Regions from separate parts of the Zea mays genome. Here region 1 is linked to region 2. A link is a contact called in public Hi-C data. All regions are on one chromosome and are shown on one strand. Each heading gives the region's core, a stretch centred on a gene start, on an enhancer-like site or on the middle of the called end of the contact. The rest is flanking DNA. Distances are from core to core; before and after follow the strand shown. Region 1 overlaps LOC100304257. Region 2 has its middle 75 kb from the start of LOC100283407.

Region 1 (4,050 bases), core at 1,490-3,989, 150 kb after region 2:
GGGAACTCCGGTGACGCGAGGAAGCTGTAGGGCCAGCTCGCCGCCTCCGCCCGCGCCCGAGCCTTGGCGTCCTCCCAGAGCTCACCTCTGCTGGGACCTGAGTTGAGGTAGATGAACACCGGGCCTAGCACTTTCTTCCACGCCTCGCCGTCGTTGATGTTGGCCACCATGTACTTGCCAACGTAATGTGTCCCCATAAACATCTGACCGGAACAATAGTATAGAGTATAAACGTAGTTCCAGTTTGGTTGGTTTTGGACGGTGCTTGCGAGTTGCGAGGCTTACAGTGAGGGATGTGGGGCCGACGTGGGAGGTGAGCTCCCGCTTGAGAGGGCCGCCGCTCTTGAACTCGTTGCTGGGAGTGATGACCCAGAAACCCACGGCGTTGGGATCGCCGCGGCTAATCCATCCGTGAACAACGTTGTCCTTGTTGTCCAGCGAGTACTGGTACTTGTCATCCACCTGCACACATGAATGTTCATGCTTGCAGCTTGGCACAGTTCCCCCAAATTTAAAGGATTCAATGGACCAACCATAAATTACGATATATGTATATACCTCTCCTCGGAACTGGGGTTCCTTGGGGTCAACCAGCAGAACAGCCTCCTTGTAAGCCAGCGGGACAGCACGAGGCTCTTCTCTGTCCGCCGCGCTGGGCATGTACCTCTGTATATCGTCTGTAATAGCCATGTAATTGAACCTAGCAAAGATTTCACGTACGATACAGCTCGATCGAGATGATCATTTGTGTTCAAAAACTTAAAGAGGGATGCTAGCTAGCTCACTTTGCCGTGTTAAGCTTGAAGACGAGCCGAGCCTCCGTGATGTTGAGAGCGGGGTAGGCCCTGTCATGCTCAAAGATGGCGTAGCAGTAGAACCCAGAGCTACCTCTGAGCATCACCAGCCTGAACCAGCCGTCTTAGCGAACTCCCGAGAGACAGTTTGGTACTGTTTCAGATGAGGAAAACAGTATCCAAAACAGGTTGTTGCGTGGAGCGAATAACGTGAAGGATTTTGGCACCTCTTGTCGATGTTTAGCCGAAGGCTGTTTCGATGCGACGGGTTGTATGTGCTCCTGAAAGAAAGCTCCACTTGATCTTCACTTGAGGACACTACGTTGAACTCTGTGCTATCCAACCTGTATGTATGAGCGTAACCAGTAAATCCAATCCCTCCTTGCTGCAAATTCCAGGATACATGTGGAATGGGTTGTTGACTCGAACCACTACTGTAAACAAAAAAAGATTGGACTGCCCATTCATAGGCATTTAAACATTTCTTGCACGAAGTGTAACCAGTATTATCTCTATTGCTGATCAATATAAGGCACAGCTTCCTATTTGTTGGCAATTTCTATTAATTTCAGAATCAAGTTGTGAGTATTGAGCAATGCTTATGACGTTGGCAAGAGTACAGAGTCTAGTCATCACTCACGTATTGTACTGTCCTGGGAGACCAGAGCCGGGATAGTTCCATACCGAATCCCAATACCTGCAAGAGAGAAGGGACATTCCGAGTGGCAGAGGGCAGAGTGCAGGCAGATAAAAGAAGAGGCAGCACAAGTGTAATACGCATGCACTCGTCAGTTACCCTCCGGAGTCTCCCTCGCCGGCGTCGTACCCCAGCAGGTTGGTGGTCTCGCCGTCGCCGCTGTAGCTGACGCCGGTGATCCGGCCCTCCGGCGCCGACAGCGCCACCTGCACCGCGCCATTGTCCACGACCACCTGGGAACGAGAACGAGTTCAATGGACATAACCAAACCAACTGGTCATCGATCGCGCCAGCAATGCCACGCCAGCGCCCAGCGGTGAGCTTGGCTGCTGCCTCGTACCATACCGTACGCGTACCTGGCTCGCGTCGAGGCGTAGCGTAACGCCACGGCCGGCAGCTGCTGCTTCCGTGGACGTGGAGGCCCCGGCAAGCCGCGGCGACAGCGACCACGTGGCGACGAGCAGGACGAGGAAGGACGACCTAGCTTGAGCCGCAGCCGCCATGTGGGAGTGCGATGCAAGAGGGTACCATGAAACGTATCTGCGCCGGCGCGCGGCGGCCAGAGCAGAACGATGAACCTCGTCCATGTGAGCGTCGCTGACTGACTAGATAGCTGATGAGATCGAGTTAAATAACATGACAACAGGTGCTAAGAGTGTGTGGCCCTTGCCCGTGGCGACGTGAAGGAAGCAACAGGGGTTGCGGTGCTCTGTTGCCAAGGAATCCTCCTGCCGCCCTGCGGGAAGCTGAGGAAACGCATCGAATTGTGCTGCCCGAGAGGAACGGGGGCTGCCATGAGCTTTCTACTTACTTGGATTGGAGAGTCACCTCCTCGCGTAAAATTTGATACCAGTTTGTAACAAAGAAGCCACCGCTAGGACCGATGTACATGCTATCTCGCAAGGGCCTAAAGAAAGAAACAAGGAAAATTGTTAGCTTCGAGAATCGAGAGCCTTCGACCATTTGAACTGAAACTGAAATATGACTGGTAATAAGGGGCCCTTCTATTAGCTGTTAGACCTTCTATCTAGTACTTCCTCTGTTTATTTTTATTTGACACCGATTAGTATAAAATTGAACTAACTGGCGTCAAATAAATAAAAATGGAGGTAGTATATCAAAAATGGAGGTAGTATATCTAGTGACATCATGCGTTAGGTTCAAATCACTGAGTCGCCACAGGCCCACTAGATGTCCACTTTGCGCGGCATGGCTCGACACCGAACTGGCATCGTGCACCCACGCATCTTTCAAGAACCTTTTTTGTTTCAGCTTGGAAAGCCATCCCAAGCAGGCAAGCTTGCACGTCTGAACACAGTCCTGAGCTGAAACAGACAAGGCCGCCTAAGCGTGCACGTATACTAGACAGGAGAACGAAAAACCTCAAAATCGCACCAGTAGATTAGACCACCAGCTTATAACTAATTGACGATGCAATGCAATGTTATGCTATGAATTTATACATCAACCCATCTCTATATCTGCTATCTGCTTTCCAATCTTATCACGGATGAACAACAGTTTGTCCACTCTGATATTCAGATCTCTATCATATGCCCTAGCACATTGATGTTTCCTCCAGAAATGTTTGATTTCATGAATAGTGAATGACTGGTTGGTATAAGAAATGTGCTCCTCAAAAGGATACAATCCCCTGTTTGTCAGACAGGAACAAAAATTCGGTAAGGGGATAATGAATATCAATCACCAGTTCACCACTGCTATTAAACTAGAGAATCTATTTGTCATGGGTCCACAGCCATGATAATACGCAACAATTCACAATCAAGCATCCTGTAAAAATTAACAATATACAAGCAACAAAAAGTTTGAACAATATTTTGGCAACGACAACAGGAAAAGAAGCAATTTCATAGAACTCAGTCCTTCCAAGCAATCGCATAATTGTCAAATCGAAGATACAGGAGAACGATAAACATCAAAATTGCATCAGTAGACGAAAGGCTTACAATTCTGGGTCGGTGCTCTGCTATATAGTTAATTGACAGATAGACCACCAGCTTATAACTCATCGACAATGCAATGCTATGCCTTTACCCTATATACATCATGCTATCATCTCCAGGTCTGCTACCTGCTTTCCAATCTTATCACAGATGAACAATAGTGATGTACGATGCATGATATACTACCGCCTGAACACCAGTGCACCAGTCACCAGATTACCAAAACCTACACCAGTCACGACACGAAATTTACCAGCATGGCCAGTTTAAAAGCTTGGCCACTCAAACCTACACTCGTCATAAGTGGTTAATGCAAAATTGAGCTCTCTACTGCTCCTCGCCGACCTCCTCAGCCTACAGTCGTGCCGGGTTCTTGTATGGTGGAAGGACATGGAACCTCTTCACATGATCTTTCCTTGACCTGCAGTACGACAACAGGTGCCTCTCGTCCACCTCCCCAGTATCTGATAACCGGACACCGTACTCCAGTAGCCTCCTCACATCCCTGGGAATAGGGCTTTGCCATCGACCGTCCCACCAAGCAGGAGGGAGGAGCGGGGTCAAGGCGCATTGGTGTGGCTGGCGCCGACAG
Region 2 (3,886 bases), core at 734-3,233:
TCCTGCTCCTTTAGCTTTTTATATTGGTTATGATCGTTCGGGGCTACGTAGAAGATCAGACCTATGGCATTTTATCTTCCGCCCCTTCCTGAAGACGTCGACATTAAGGCGGAGAAGAAGCGAAAGAGGGATGTAGAGGCGGAAACCTTGGCGGTGCACAAAAGACGCCGCCAACAGAGGGAGAGGGAGAAGAAAGCCGAGCACTTAGCTTGCGCGGGGCCGAGGAGGAGCATCACTCCTTCGACTGACATGGAGGACATGACCTCCACGGCCTCCGATAGGATTGGGGGTCTTGCATCGGTGGGCGGCCCATCCCACTATGGAGACGCAGAGGCTGCTAGCTCCAATGTCCTAGCTCATCAGAGGGAAGAGCTTGTAGTGGACCCTACCACGCTCGTAGCGCCCACGGAGCGCTGCGTGGAGGATGCTGGGGTTGCAATTCCACCTCTCGCGTCTACCGCGCTGGTTGGTCATGGCGTGGAGGGAGCGACGCTGGTAGCGTTGTAGCTTCCAGCACCCCCGGTGTCATTGGGTCCCCATGAGGGGAAGGAGTCGGAGGCAACTCGTCCCTCCGCGCCTTCGGTGGTGGCGGCACCTCTGACGCATAGAAAGCCAACCACCCGGAAGCGCTCCTCCTGGTATGCTAGGCTATGATCGTACATCTTCCGAGTCGACCACCGCATAATATGTAGTAGTTTCACAATTTAAAATATGTAGATTTTAGTTAAGCGTAATAACAAAATTTAAGAAATAATGATCTTATCATTCATGCACCTTTCCACAACCACTAGCACGCATTGCCATTGGGTCAATCGCTCTATTCCGCCAATCGAAGTTTTCACCATGGCGTCGAACCATCTCATGCTTATATTGCTCCTACAATTAGAAAATTAAATTTAGATCTTAGAGCCTAAATGTTTCACAGATAATTCTAAATTGTGAATAACTAACCAATCATTTTGATGCTTGCTGACTGCACATGACCTCATGCTATGTCAGGTCTGGTCCCCTGTGTCCTAGAGATACACATCAATGGTTGACGGCTCAACACTAGTTTGAACCTCCTATTTGTAGAAATTACCAGCATATAACTATAAATATATTTTTGAAAATAGTATTTGCCATGTCTTACCATTTGTCTACCGATATGAATGTAATCATCATCCCCAAACGTATGCTTTCCACCCTTGTTCATAGATCTTATTTTCTTTATTGTCTCCTTAAAAAATTTAGAAGCCCATAAATGACAAAGGGCCCAATAAACATCTAGACAATCTTCCAATCATGGGAGTTAGACCTAGACATATGTTAATGTATCAAAACAATAGTAATATCTTAAATTAGTAAACTTGATTCTAAATATCATTTATCTATAAGTACTCCTCCATGGTCAATGTAACACCCAAAATCTTAACTTGTAATTTAAGAAAATCCTTTAGAGATAATAATAATAATAATAATAATAATAATAATAATAATAATAATCAAAATAAGTACCCTTGATACATAATTGAACTTTAGAATTCACCCTTTCTAAAGTTAAGGACCATAATAGAATAATATTAGCTAAATCATGTCCTAATAAAGATTAGACATTGAAAACAATGTTTTCTATCAAAACAAAGGAATATGAACTTTGTGATATACCTCTAAATTGATTACACACTCAAAATAATATTCTAGGTAATCAATGTGGTGTGTATATCATTACCTAAATAAAATAATAATAAATAAAGTAATTAAGTAAATAGATTAATATAATTAGTGCACATCATGATGGAGTCTATTTGTGAATCTAAAATTAAAGGTTTGAAATTCAAACTTGTGTTGATTTGAAATTGAAATAGGGAAAAAATAGAATAAAAAGGGAAAGAAGCAAGGTAGCCTCAACTGGGCCAAATTTCCTCCCCTCGGCCCATTACCTCGCGCGCGCTAAGCCTAGCCTCGCCCGCGCTCCCGCTCACTGGAGGGCGGGACCCGCGCGACTGCGCTCGCTACTTGGTGGGGTTGTCTCGTCAGAACCTCCTTCCTCCCTCTGCAGTAGAGCGCGACTTCCTCGCCGACAGCGAGATCCACACAACAACCGCGCCACATCCCCGCCCAGATTCGCGCTACCTATTTTGCGCTAGACGGACTCTGCCACGGGGTAAAAACACAGCCGAACTCCACACCGTCCTGGACAGGAGCCCTCGACGGAAACTTGAGCCACACAACGAGCACCATCGAGTTGGAGGAAGTGCCTTGCCACGATCTCAGACACCTGGGACCACTCCTCGTTCGCGCCGCACTTACTCGTGCGTCATTAAGCGGGGGAAACATCCGGGACCCTGAGAATTGGTAGCCGGAATTCATCACCGTCGCAAGGCCGCCGCGCGACGTGGAGGGGTTCACTGCCGCCACCATCTCCGGTATGTGTTGCGCTCCCAGGCTCGCAATCCCGTCCACTTTGTGTAGGGTTGATTGGAGCCGAGAATCCCGCGTTGGGCGCGGAGCAGGGGGGCTCGCTGGCGTGCTCCGCCATGGGGGTCCTGTCGCGGTGTCGCCACCGTGGGCGTCGTCGTGCTGAGGAAGATGGGCCCGGGGCCACTGATATGGAAACGAACGGATAGAATTAGGTATTAGCGTAACTCTTCATAAAATCGAATCTGGGCCGTCGATGCGATCGGACGGATCCGTGGAGATCTTGTATATTTAAATCTGAACCGTGAAGTCATAATCTAGCGGCTGATATTGCGTACCATTTCAGATCTGATCTGATCTAATCTGGGCCTTTGAATCGGGATCGGATGGCTCGAACCGAGTCCTGGTTGGGCCGCCATGAACTTTTGCTAAAAAGACCCTATGGTTTGCTATAATCAACACGTCGTCCACTCTGAGTGTAAAGTATTTACCATAGGGCCCTGGTTTCTTATGAAATGACCCCTGAACTCTTCTAAATTAGTGGCCGTAGTCCAATTCAACCTCAGATTTAATAAATTTAAAACAGAAAATTATTTCTAGAATGAAAACAATTCCATAAACTTGGTTAATCCATAATTAATCCATTTTAACTCCTTTTTGATCCATTCCAGTTGCATTAAATTTACATTAATATTGTTTATCACCTTGTGACACTATTTTGTCATGAATCATAGGTTAAAAATTATGCACTTAATTTATTCTATAATTAACACATAAACCTTCGAAAAATCATAACTTTATAACTGTAACTCCGAATTTAGTGGTTCTCGAACCTAGGATCTAGTTACGATGCGTAGAACATCATTATGCAATTTTTTATTATGTTTGGTGTGATGTTAATTTTGCCTATGTCATGTTTGTTTGTATTGCTATGAGTAGTAGCGAGGTTATGAGTCACTTGAAGACCAAGTTGATACCTGGGAATCATGAGTCTAAGGTAAGTTGTGCCCTTAATCACTTTTCTCTTTACCCAATAATATTTTTATTAATCACTGTGACATGCTCAAGTTAATTTGATGGGACCTAATAGGCTTCCCTAGCATTGTTTATCCCACACCTTACAGACAAAAGAACTATTGTGTAGTTTTGCTATTGCTCTACATGCTTTTGGGAAATTAATGTTATATTATGATCATGTTCTAGTTATGCTGTTGTTTTAATTATTGTTCATGACAAGATCATTGTGTTAATTGGAACATGGTGCTTAACTTGAGATATCTGTGCTACCACAAGGGTGGAATGGGACACCCTTGGTTGACTAATTAGGAAAGCTAGTGGAGGACTACTATCGGGGACCATAATTAGGGGTACCCTCAAGGCTCCTAATTCTCAGCTGGTAACCCCCATCAGCACGAAGCTGCAAAGGCCTGATGGGTGCGATTAAGTCAGGGATCAGTCCATTCGAGGGACACGATCACGCCTCACC

Evidence for each region. A called contact is a pair of places that touch in the nucleus more often than the background predicts.
Region 1: a Hi-C map of tassel shows a contact between it and region 2, with 4 times the contacts expected there. The contact joins two enhancer-like sites. A contact is called at or near these places in 2 of 25 Hi-C or Micro-C datasets (ear and tassel).

The regions. Positions count from the first base shown.
Region 1 is chr4:23,357,747-23,361,796 of Zm-B73-REFERENCE-NAM-5.0, forward strand. It overlaps LOC100304257, which reads right to left. Exons shown (of 8, transcript NM_001165700.1): 8 at 3,460-4,050. The coding sequence ends at 3,813. Among protein-coding and RNA genes, the nearest start is that of LOC100304257, 9.4 kb to the right of the region's middle. Within about 2 kb of position 2,740, at least 11 of the 20 cell types and tissues checked have an H3K27ac peak or open chromatin away from gene starts, as enhancers often do. A contact at or near this core is called in ear and tassel, where this site is marked.
Region 2 is chr4:23,209,583-23,213,468 of Zm-B73-REFERENCE-NAM-5.0, forward strand. No RefSeq gene overlaps it. Among protein-coding and RNA genes, the nearest start is that of LOC100283407, 75 kb to the left of the region's middle. Within about 2 kb of position 1,984, at least 17 of the 20 cell types and tissues checked have an H3K27ac peak or open chromatin away from gene starts, as enhancers often do. A contact at or near this core is called in ear and tassel, where this site is marked.